Linked DNA regions of Canis lupus: region 1 is linked to region 2. Evidence: chromatin contacts called from public Hi-C data. All regions are on one chromosome and are shown on one strand. Each heading gives the region's core, a stretch centred on a gene start, on an enhancer-like site or on the middle of the called end of the contact. The rest is flanking DNA. Distances are from core to core; before and after follow the strand shown.

Region 1 (2,700 bases), core at 155-2,654, 150 kb after region 2:
CCTGGGGATCCCTGCGTCACCCCAGCATCACCTCCCACACCTAACCCTCGCTAAAAAGCATGACCCTCAGACTCTTAGCCAGGTCCAGTCTGGAAGAAAGGTGTTGGGGTCTACTGTGCCCTAAAGCACGGCGTTTCCACAATATGCTCAGGGACAACCCACATGCCTGGACCTAAGCAAACCTCAAGTGGGGCCCGCCAGTAACCACTCCCCTCCTGCCCCAGCGATACCTGGATTCAGGCAGTGAGCGCTCCTCCCAGCTGGGGCAGTGAAGTAAGGCCCAGAAAACCAGGAGCGTGAGCAAGGGGGCTGCTTTCTCCTGCAGAGGTCCCATTGGGGCGGGATAGGGTCCTGCGGCCCCCACTGCAGCAGGCAGAAAGCCCAGCAAACCAGACAGATCACTGCAGGGCCCAGTGCAGGGGCCTTCCTGCTGCCCTTGCCCCCAGACCCCTGGGTGCCCCTGAGCCGCCCCTGAGACCAGCCCGCCCTGCTCTGCAGCTGACCCCGCCGCCCTGAGATCCGCACAACATTGACTGAGCGACTGCTGGCCAGGTCATTGCAGTTGTGCCCCAAGGCCCATAGCTACTGACCCCCTGGGTGGCCGTGGGGATGGAGCGGGAGGGATGCCAGGGTGAGGGGGGACTTAATTCTCAGAAGACTTCTGGGACTTCGTCTGCACTCAGCACTCTCTTGGCCCTGGGCCGCCGCCACAGGGAAGTCTCTAATCCTGACTGATTTTTGGAGCGAGGGACCCCAGTAGCCCAGGGGGCGCGACAGAGACGTGAGCACAGGGCAGAAGCAGTGATGGGGGCTGGTGGGGAGGCTGCGGAGGGCGTGGGCGCGGACTTCCAGGAATGCCCCTGTAACGGTCGCCACCGGCTGTAGCCGGCCCTGGGCTGCTTGTGCTGGGGGTGCTGGGGCCTGCCCTGTGTGCTCCCAACGCTCGGGCCGGGGTACCTGGGGCGGTGCCCTCCACCTAGTGCTCTGGGTTACCCCCAGGCCCCGCACACAGCCCGAGGTGCCCGCGGCCTCCCCGTCTGGGGTCACAACCTGCCATCCCCGTAGACCCCCAGGGCCTTGGCCAGGGCAGCCTCACCTGTGATCATGTGACATAGGGTGGGCTTGAGGAGGACATAGTGTCGCCCTGGAGTTCCTGGCCCTCAAAGTGTCCAGCTGGCCACACTTCCCCTCTTGAATGGGAGCCAGGGAGGGGACAGGGCACAGAGGCAGCCCCTCCCACCTCTTGTCCCCACAGGCCGTGCCAGGGCTGACCTCTGTCCTCGCAGGAAGCCAGGAGCCTGGGAGATAGACACGCAGCGGGCTGGGCTTGGCCAGTGCCTCGTATTTTGGTTATTGGCAGAAACTGAAACCGAAAGAGGAATTGCGGCAGCCTTGCCCCGGCCCCCACCCCCCCCCCCCCCCCCCCCGTCAGGGCTGTGGCAGGGCCCTGCACAGCAGCCTGCCCACGGATGCCCGCCAGCTCCTCCACCTCGGACCCAGGGCCCCGGGGGCGGCCGCGCGGGAGCAGGGGAAGCAGCAGACTGTGCCTGAGGAGACAGGCCCCAGGCGGGACAGCCTCCCAGCATCAGCAGCCGCGGCCCGGCCTTGGCCTCGCGGCCTCCACACAGGTATGCACACGACACATGTGTACAGGCACACATGTGTGCAAGCGCAAATAGCGCACACAGCAAACGCGTGAGCACACACGGGCTCCCCGCTCAGGCTCTTGGAGCCTCCTGCTCCTGGCAGCAGTGGCCTCCAGGGGCGGGCCTGCAGCTGCGGCCACCACAAGCACCCACCGCCCCCGAGGGGCAGCCGGCCGAGCCTCGCCCCGTGCGGCCTCCAGGGTGTCAGGGCTGGGAGCGCGGGAGGGGGAGCCCGCGGGGCTCCCGCTGGCTGTCCTGCCCTGGCCGTGACTGTCGCTGCCCAGCACCAGTGGGACGACAGCCTGGATGTTGAAAACCTGACTCCAGGGCGGCCCGGGTGGCTCAGCGGTTTAGCAACGCAGTCAGCCGGGGGCGTGATCCTGGGGTCCCGGATAGAGTCCCACCTCGGGCTCCCCACAAGGAGGCTGCTTCTCCCTCTGCCTCGGTCTCTGCCTCTCTCTCTCTCTCTCTCTCTCTCTCACACACACATAAATAAATAAATAAAATCTTAAAGAAAAAAAAAAAAAACTCCTGACTGCAGGTTTTCTCAGCAACAGCTGTATGGACGAGCGGTCCACACGGCATACGACTCGCTTCAGTGCGTCTGGAGTCGTGACAGCAGCGCCACGGCCGACCTCAGAGCCTTTCGTCTCCTCAAAAGAAACGGGGTACCTACGGGCTGTCCCCCCACCCCCACCGGCGCCCAGGCCGCTCTCGCTGACCCTCTGAACGTTTTCTTTGCAGAAACGTCGACGGACCCGAGCGAGCGTAGGAAGGAAACCTCAGAAGGGCTGCAGCTGGAGGCGAGGCCCTGGGGCTGGGTGGCTGGGCGGGAGGAGGCGCCCCCCCCCCCCCCCCCCGTTGCGGGCTGGGGTGTTTCCGGGAGTGGTTGCTGGCGTCAAGAGGCCAAAGTTTCACTTTCGGTCCGGGCGCTGGCTACGCTTGCTTGGAGGCTCCTCAGCAGAGCAGCGCCGCCCTGGTCTTGGGGCGGACTTGCTTCCCGTCGCGGGCCTGGAGCCGGGGGTGACAGTCACAGTGAGCTGCTCCCTGTGCC
Region 2 (2,700 bases), core at 89-2,588:
GACACAACTGTGTCCCAATCCCATGTGGTCAGAGGCCAATCCTCCTTGATCTGTCCGTCTCTTTTTTCACTGACGGGCCCCCAAGGATTTGTCATCTTTGTTTTTTCCCAAATGCTCAGCTTTTTTGCTATATGACTGATGTCAACTTTTAATCTTTAGTAATTTCCTCTTTGTATTTTCTTTTGATTTGGTGAATTGATGTCATATATACACACATATACACATTTATGTATATACACACACACCTGTGTATAGGCAGTAAAGTTACCTAGGTTTGCAGAATTTCCTTTGGTCTATTCCATACATTTTATATAATGTCATTTACCGTCTAGTCACATTTTAGGTAACATGCAGTTGTGTTGTAACTTTCTTTCAATTCAAACCTTTTTTAGAAATATCTCCTTGGGGCACCTGGGTGGCTCAGTGGTTGAGCATCTGCCTTCTGCTCAGGTCGTGATCCCGGGGTTCTGGGATCAAGTCCCACATCATGTTCCCCCTGGGGAGGCTGCTTCTCCCTTTGTCTGTGTCTCTGCCTCTCTCTCCATGTTGCTCATGAATAAATAAGTAGATAAACTATTAAAAAAAACAAAAGATCTCCTCACTTAGAATGGTTATGTTTTCCATTGGATGTTTTTTATTGCCATCTTCTAAACATTTACTTTCTAAAAACAAGCTTTGGAGTTGCTTTATTGTTGGAGGAGCACAGTTTCACCAACCACATAGTTCTGCAAGAACTGCTTAGCGAAACAGCAGCATCCCCCTGCGCCCCGCTGCCCCTCCCCAGGTACAACCCCTGTGACTCCTGGAGTTGGTGAGTTGGGACTGAGTCCCACAATTCTGAACAACATGCTTCTGCAGCGCTGTTTCTTAATTGTGGCTTCTCATTGACTTAGGCTCAGGAGGATGAAGTGTCAGCATCTCTCCCCTCCACCGTGCCCTGTCTTCCTCCCCCTTCACCTCTCCCCTCCTCCTAATAGACTCAAGTTCTAATTGCCCTGGGGTCAAGATGCCAGGAGGATGTCTGATTACATTATTAAGGCAATGGAAAGGAATGCACAGCTGACTCAGGTAGTATTTTGTGATTACTTTTTATTTTCCTCCTAGTCGTCACTGTCTTATTTTGTTGCTATTGTTGTGTCAGATGGCCAGGGCCGGCCAAGCAGCTTAGTGTGCAGGGCTTAGCCTGCGAGCCCGCGTGCGGGGGCGGGAGAGGAGCCCGGGGGCGCAGCCCTGCAGGACCCAGCCGATGGGTAGGTTGGAAAGCCTGCCCCGTCAGAGGGCCTTATGACCACTGCTTACTGCTTGTGCCCTGGTGTTTCTGCCCTACAAAAGGCGTGCCGTTAGGTGGGGCGAGCCTCACAGACAATCTGCGTGTGTTCCGGGGCCACCAGGGCCTCAGGGAAGTTATGGAGTGACATTGCTGGGACAACCCTGCAGGGAGCGCAGGCTCTGGACATAGTCTGATCCTGGAAGCAGGCCAGTTCTGCAGGCCGGGCTGGTCCTGGAGGCCAAGTTGGTTCTAGAAGGTGTTTGCGGAAGACAATTCTACAAGCAGGTTGCCGGGTCGGGTTCCAGGGAGGGGTTCGAAGGAAGGTTCTGGAAGCGGGTTCTGCCGCCGTGACAGCGGACCGAGCCGGCGTCTGCGAGCGAGCGGAGAGGAAGGATCCGCACCAGCTCTAACACCGCCGTTATATTTCCCTGGGGCGGGACCAAACCGCGCGTGCAAGCTCGTGCATTCTCGAGAAAGCACAGTGCAAGCCGGTGGAGCGGCTCCGGAGGCCGAGCAGAGGCGCCGGGCAGGGGCGCCGGGCAGGGCGGGCCGGCTGAGTTTAGGAGTTGTCTTTTTTCCTCTTACTCTAACTTTTCCGCACGCTGAGAGGACGCTGCGGCGCATGCGCAGTCCACGCCCCGCGGGGCGACGGGCAGGGCGGTTGTCAGGGGCGACCGCATTCTCCCGGGACTCCGCGCCCGCGCGGGCGGGGACAGGCCGAGCGGGCCCGCCTCCCTCGCGCTCTGATTGGCTGAGGCCGCTGCTCGTTGGCGTCGTCGCGGCCGCCGATTGGGCAAAGGCAAGTTCGCACGCTCGGCTCGGGGCCACGCCCCCCCCCGCCGGCCCGCGCCAGCCACCCGGGAGGGGAGGACGCTTGGGGACTCCGCGCGGCCCCGGGAGGGACCTGCGCGAGCCTCGGCCTCCAGGCGGGCGCGGCCCGGGCGGTGGGCGGCGATGATCCCCGAGGAGAGGCCGGGCGGCCCGGGCGCCGGCGAGGACAGCACGAGGCTGCAGGCAGCAGGCAGCGTTCGAAAGGTGGGCGCGTCCGCGGGGCCGGGGGCCGGAGTGGGGGTCGGGGACCCCAGCCCACCTTGGCTGCCACCTGCCGCCGGCGGGCGCGGGGCTGCGGGGTCGGCGCGGCTTCTCAGGTCTGTGCGCTGCAAGACTTGTGGCAGCCTCCCCCCACCCCCCGCCCTCCCTCCGGAGGCTGCCCTCCGGGGAAACTGAGGCACGGCGCACAGGCCGGGCCCGCCCGCCTGCCTGCGCTGGGCGCCCCTCATCCCGTCCGGGGCACAGCCTGTGCGGCTCAGCAGAGCTCAGCGCCTCTCCGCCGCTCGGGGACGCCGCGGCCCCGCTCGGCAGGTGTTGGGCTCGGGTCTGAGGCCGCGGCCCCGTGCCAGCTCCCCGTGCCCGTCACTCCTTCCCTAGCT

Evidence for each region. A called contact is a pair of places that touch in the nucleus more often than the background predicts.
Region 1: a contact with region 2 is called in a Hi-C map of blood, with 3 times the contacts expected there. The contact joins the promoter of GSDMD here to the promoter of RHPN1 in region 2. A contact is called at or near these places in 3 of 9 Hi-C or Micro-C datasets (amygdala and blood).

What each region holds. Positions count from the first base shown.
Region 1 is chr13:37,964,480-37,967,179 of UU_Cfam_GSD_1.0, forward strand. It overlaps GSDMD (gasdermin-D), which reads left to right and starts at 1,405. Exons shown (of 11, transcript XM_038555742.1): 1 at 1,405-1,628.
Region 2 is chr13:37,819,169-37,821,868 of UU_Cfam_GSD_1.0, forward strand. It overlaps RHPN1 (rhophilin-1), which reads left to right and starts at 1,339. Exons shown (of 15, transcript XM_038555732.1): 1 at 1,339-1,555.